Regions from separate parts of the Hordeum vulgare genome. Here region 1 is linked to region 2. A link is a contact called in public Hi-C data. All regions are on one chromosome and are shown on one strand. Each heading gives the region's core, a stretch centred on a gene start, on an enhancer-like site or on the middle of the called end of the contact. The rest is flanking DNA. Distances are from core to core; before and after follow the strand shown.

Evidence for each region. A called contact is a pair of places that touch in the nucleus more often than the background predicts.
Region 1: a Hi-C map of leaf shows a contact between it and region 2, with 5 times the contacts expected there. The contact joins the promoter of LOC123401314 here to the promoter of LOC123401725 in region 2. A contact is called at or near these places in 4 of 6 Hi-C or Micro-C datasets (leaf and seedling) and 1 of 1 datasets of contacts at active chromatin or transcription factors (embryo).

Annotation. Positions count from the first base shown.
Region 1 is chr6H:458,157,407-458,160,647 of MorexV3_pseudomolecules_assembly, forward strand. It overlaps LOC123401314, which reads right to left and starts at 1,359. Exons shown (of 4, transcript XM_045095094.1): 1 at 624-1,359. The coding sequence starts at 835.
Region 2 is chr6H:457,855,943-457,859,102 of MorexV3_pseudomolecules_assembly, forward strand. It overlaps LOC123401725 (DNA topoisomerase 2), which reads right to left and starts at 1,390. Exons shown (of 21, transcript XM_045095581.1): 1 at 736-1,390; 2 at 1-180. The coding sequence starts at 1,302.

The DNA of each region.
Region 1 (3,241 bases), core at 109-2,608, 300 kb after region 2:
AGGCGCTGGCAAAACGTACAATTAATGCCTAGCGCTCTTTTTAACTTTGATTAGAAATATATTCACACAAAAAACACGATTAGACATAGCGGTTCTTGTCTTTTCTCATGCGGAAAAGATCGCACAGAGCTCGTGGCAAGATTTTGCGCCGATGCCGCATCAAACGCTAGGAATTGATGACGCAACCGCCGATCGGCTGGGAAATGTTCCCTGGCACCCTCTCCTAGCGCCGGGCGTTGGAAATGGCCTAATGTATCATGTGAACAGATCAAAATTTCATCTCAAAATGCATGCACAGACAGCAAATAAGCTGGTACCGAGCTTAACAGCGAGCATGAAAAAACAGATTTCCGGGTACAATCAGAGGCGGAGCCACCTCCCAGGCTCCTCGAACAAAACTTGATTGGGGTTATAGCATGATTTAGGATTCAACTAGCTGATTTCATGGACAAATGCTACTCTTAATGATAGCAGTTAGACTCTGCCTAGGCATTGTTTCTTCCATCAAAGTTCCAAACTCAGCGTCCTAAATGCAGCATCAGAAACAACTGGTAATCGAACTTAACAGGGCGTCTTCTTCTTCTTGAGAAGAAAACCAAAAAGGCAGGAGAGTGGAAACTTACACGCTGGCGTCCTCGCGGCCGAGAAGCTTGACCGGCGTGCCGGACCTTGGGGACATGATCTGCGACGGCGGCAGCTCGTCTTGGCCCAGGATCCTGCCGGGCCACCAGGAGCCGTTCCTCCGGCGCACCCACACGATGGTCCCCGGCGAGGTGTCCCCGACGCTGCAGCAGGCCTCGTCCGCGTCTCCTCCTCCCTCGGAGCCTCCCCCCATCCCGCCCCGCCTCCCACCGCCAGGCCAAACCCTAACGAACTAACCGCGCCTCCTCAGCCCGCTTCTAGAAGCTTCCCTCGCCCTCGAGATCTGCCTTCCATTCAAGTCACGGAGGGCGCCGGCATCCGGGAGGCGCCCTCCCCGGCGCCTCCTCAGCGCGGCAGGTTCGGCCGAGATCGCGCTGCGCTCGCCCCCGCCCCGCCTCCGGCAGCTTCTAGAAGCTTATCCCGCGGGGCTCCTGGAGCCGCCTCCTCGTCGCCGTCGCCGTCGCCCTCCCTCTCCTCTTCTCTCCTCCACCCTCGGCGGGGTGGGGCCTTGGCGGTGCGCTGGCTCGAGGCCGGCACGGCGGACGGCTCCGGCGCGGCTCCGGAATGTGTTTCTTCTCGCTCCTCGTTCTAGAAGGAAAAAAAATTAAAGAAAGTGGGAAATAGAAAGGTGTTCTTTTCTCTTTTCTTTTGGAGCGGTTTGTTGTTCTTGGCTGGTCTGGACCGCGTGGAGGGGGGGAAATGTGGAAGGGAAAAGAGACGGCAACCGACGCGCTGGCCTGGCTGGTCGAGTCGAGCCCGGGCACGGAAACCAGGAGCGGCGCCAGCGCGCGAGGAGGTATCTATGGGTCATTCAACCGTGTCCGTATATGTTTCAAACGTGATTTGAATATGAATCAGATATTTTCCATGTAAACATTCAAATCAGATAGTAATTTTTATGTAAATCGGATAATTTCCATATAACCCAGATCAAAATCTTTATATTTTCAACATATTTCAACTAATAAAAGTGGGCGAGACTTTTTTAACCTATAGTCTAAATGATCGTCCGCAGCGACAGCGTCCGTATTCCACATCTTGTTTTTGCATGTCCGGTAAGCTCATCAGCCTTGAGCCCCGGAAAGTTAAGTTGTGCACAGGAAGGGGGGTAGGATATGGGGTGTGGCCCTCGTGGGACCCAAGCCATGGTGACGCTCCATGTCCTCTTCTTTTTTGTCGGAATTAGGCTAGTCGACGGCGTTGGTCGTGGATGGGACGTCCTCACTGTCATCACCATCGACTGAAGGAGCACAAGGCAGTCGTTGTTGGGAACGTCGGATGCCATGATGATGATGAGGAGGAGGACATTATTTCCAGGGCGGCGCAAGGTGTAGGGCATTTGATGGCCGGGTCCTTCACATTTCTCCACGTGATGTTGCATAGGATGTCACCTCCGGCAAGGTCTCCGTAACGAGCAGGTTTGGTCGACAGTGGCGAGGAGCACGACTCTGCGTGATGGAGGTGAGGACATGGTTGTGGGATCCGAAGTATGTCTAGGGTATATTAGACTACTTGACCAAATAAAAACTTAGTTTTTCCTCAATTTTAGTTGTGGGTAAGGTTTAGCAATTGCTGTAAATCAAGCACACCCTACACATGCAAGTCTAAGAGTATAACAGCGGAAAGTAAAGTCATGCACATGTAAATAGAGGGTAGGGATAGGAAGATCAAATGCAAAGGTTGACTCGGCGATTTTTGGCGTGGTTCCGATAGGTGGTGCTATCGTACGTCCACATTAGTGGAGACTTCCACCCACGAAGGGTAACGGTTGCGCGAGTCCATGGAGGGATCCACCCACGAAGAGTCCATGAAGAAGCAGTCTTGTCTATTCCACCATGTCTTACGTCCACGAAGGACTAGCCTTACTCGGGATAGATCTTCACGAAGTAGGCGATCTCCTTGCCCTCACAAACTTATTGGTTCAACTCCACAACACGAAGTAGAAGGCTCCCAAACGACACCTAACCAATCTAGGAGGCATCACCCTTCAAAAGGTAATATATGCGGTAGTACGATGAACTCCTTCCTCTCGTGCTTCAAAAGATAGTCTCCTCAACACTCAATCACTCTCTCATAGATTTGGTTTGGATAGAAGAGATTGATTGGGTGGAAAGAAACTTGTGGAGGCTAGAGATCAAGTCTCAAATGGATGGATTGGAATATCTTGATCCCAACACATGAGTGGGTGGCTTTCTCACAGAAAAATGGATATGGCAAGTGTATGCGTATTCTGCATGCTTCCTCTTCGAATGAGAGGTGGTGGATGGGTATATATAGGCATCTCCAAAAATCCAACCATTACAACATTATTGCCCAACTCGGTGGCACCAACTAGTGCAAAATGTGGCAACTTTTGTATTCTCGATGAGATCGATATAGGAATCTTGGTGGTGCCGATATGGGTGACCTAGGGCAGTTTTCAAATCTCGATGAGACCGATTCCAAAACCCAGAATTTATGGATTCTTAAAAATGGCATACAAGAAGTTGGTCACTGATATTGGTGGCACCGAAAGGAATGTTGGTGGTACCGAGATTGCTAAGGTTTGGCATAGGTTCTGCCTTAGATGAAAATCGGTATGGCCGAGTGTATAAAGTTG
Region 2 (3,160 bases), core at 140-2,639:
GCCAAGGGTGCCCGCCATGTCAACTACTCGCTTCATCATGAGTGCCACGACATCAGCTTCGAGCTCGGTCATGTTGAACTTTGCAAGGTCAGGCTTGAAGGTCACTTTGGTCCAGTTCTCTGATTGCTTGCACTTCTTAATCTCAGGCTCCGACTTCTTCCCCATGTTCTCAGAGAAAACCTGCACATGCATTCAAGGAGGAATGTCACAATGTATCATGTGCTTGGTGATTTGGGTGGCTGTGCCTAACGAACGTACAGGAGACATTAGTTAATATATACTCCTACTGTGTGTACCAATCCTACATTAAGGAAACCTTATGCGGCTAGGTTCCTCATACCGGCCAATGCTTGCAACTATCAAAGGAAACAATATTCGAATTCTTAGTATAGAATAATTAAGAAAACCTTGTTCAGGTAGGTTCAACAGACGAAAAAATTTGAACCAACCCTGCAAAATTTCTAGCCGTTTGCCGGATTAAACAACGCAAATGCTCCACTCTAATATCAAAATCTCGTTCACAGTAAGAAAAATAATAAGAAGTACAGTCTCGCACTCCAATATTAACAGATTATTATCAACTCTGGTGTGGTCACAACCAACCGCGCCTCAGTACAGTCACATGGCACATCGATTCTTCAGATGCGTGCAGTTCTAACTAATCCAGGCCCAAACAGCGACCCGAAAACCAGAATATCAACCGTAGAACGCTCACGGGGTCCATGATTGTCTCACCTGCCTGTACCTCTTCTGGCGGCGCCCGTCAGCGGTCTCGATGACGAACTCCGTGGAGAAGATGTTGGCGAGTTTGGCGCCGTAGCCGTTCCTCCCGCCGGTGGTCTTCCGCTCGTTGTCGTCGTAGTTACTGCTGGTGAGGAGATGGCCGAAGATGAGCTCCGGCACGTAGATGCCCTCCTCCTGGTGGATCTCGACGGGCACGCCGTCTCCGTTGTTGAAGACGGAGATGCAGCACCCCGCGACGTCGATGTCGACCTTGAGGGAGTCCATGGAGGGGTCGCGCTGCTTGTTGTCGGCGGCGTTGACGAGGATCTCGTCGAAGATCTTGTAGAGGCCGGGGACGTAGGTGACCTGCCGGTTCACCATGGCGCGGTTCTCGTAGACCCAGAGCGCCGCCGTGTGCTTCTCGATGGAGCCGACGTAGGTGTCCGGGCGCAGCAGGATGTGCTCCAGCTGCGTCTTCTTCTGGTACATCTCCTCGATGGTCTTCCCGGCGGCATCCCCCGCGGCGGAGTTGTGCGAGGAGCTGGACTTGAGCGGCGGCTTCTTCGCGGCGGGCGCCATGGCGGCACACAGAGGTTGTGTGGCCGCGCTAGGGTTTTGGTGGTGGGGGTGGAAATGCGAGGCGGGGGGTGGAATTGGGGATCTGGGGGAGGGGAGGGGAGGGGAATGGGGTGGGGTTTAAAGTGGACGGGCTGGGAGCGGAGGGGCAATTCGAAATTTGAATTTGGGGGAGCGGGCGACGCTGCGCGTGTGCGGCCAGCGGGTCCCGGTCGGATGGGGATTTTGGAGACGGCGGGTGAGCGACGGGACGGGAGTCGAACATACTCGAGCCTTCTTTTTCTTTTTCTTTTTTAAGACATGGAACATCCTCGAGCCGTTCCCTTCCCTTCACTCGCTGCAGCGCCCGTAAAATGGGCCGGGCCAGAGTGTCAAGTAAAACAAACTCAAGCTATTCCCGGTTACCTCGGACCTAAAAAGAAAAAACTTGACGGTTACCTCAGAAAAAAAAACACAGGAGAGAACAGGGTGCATCCAATCCCACTGTCGATCGCCGGCGAGTCCGCGGACTCCTTCATCCTCCGTCCGCCGGTTCGATGACGTAAGGATACAAGAGTCCCGGATCTCCGTGTCACAGCATCTTCAGTAACACGTTTAAACGGATGTGTGTACCGGTTTTAGACGATATGATCCAAAAACCAACGTCCAACACCTCGTCTAAACGGGCGTCTAAATGTGCATATCGTCTAAATGGTACTCGACGTCGTCCATGGCTGGAAGAAGGGTTGCATATCGTCTAAATGGTACTCGACGACGTAAACCCGTTATCCAAAGCTCAACCGAAGGCCACTTTCTCCTTCCTGCAAAGACCACGAAGAGGAGTGTCACCATCGTGAGCACGTCGTCGTGCTGCACCATTGGGCCGAGGTATGCCCTTTTTGCTCCCATAGATAGAGACTAGTACAAATGCCCGTGCGTTGCACCGGGCTAAAAAAAAGTGCAGAGCCCATTTGTTTTGTCATTAAATGTTAAATGTAAATTATAATATTAAATGTAAGACATCTATTTTTAGACGAAAGAAGTTTTTTTAAAAGTTTTAAATTATAATGTAATGCTTACATAAAAATTGGATTACTTTTTTAATAATAATTATCATTTTTATTGAGTGGTAATGATGTTTTGTTTTTTGATGGGTAATAGCATTTTTGTGTACAACATATTTTCAAAAAATAAATTGAATAATATATATTTTAAATTGTTTTTTGCACAACTTGCTAAACTCTTGCGAGTGAGCTACTCTGAGCATAGACACCAAGCCTCCGCACGAGACACAAAGCGCGTCCTCCGGAACACTTTGCTCATCTTCTTCTAAAAAAAACGTTCTCCTCATCTTCAACAAAAGGTTTGGCCTGGCATACTTGTTCATATTTTGTATTTCAGTGTTATATGCATACATTCTCGTCTGAATTTTCTGTTACTGATGGTTGATGATTCGATCAAGATTGTTGACATGAGCATCAAGGAAGCCGCATACCATGCATGGCTTGGTTACTATAACTCGAGAGCTGATGTTAGCAGAGACAAAGTCATGCTTACTGACCTGGCAAGTAGGTTCGGCGTCTCTATCGGCATGAAAAAGCCTCCGACGCTATATAGGAAAACCGCCTGGAAGATGGGGTTAAAGGGTGTACCGGGAATTCGGATAAGAAAATGAATAACCAAGCTACATTTTGTCTTCCATTCTGTAATTCGTCTTATTTCTAATTGTCCCTACATCAAGTCTGAAAATGATCTATATATCTTGTCCACTGGCTCAAACAAAGAACGACTCATATTTTTCCTGGAGCCTTACACTCATGTGAAAGAGCTATGGTCAACTGTGACATATATATGTTACCATTGGCATTATTGATGTATTGTT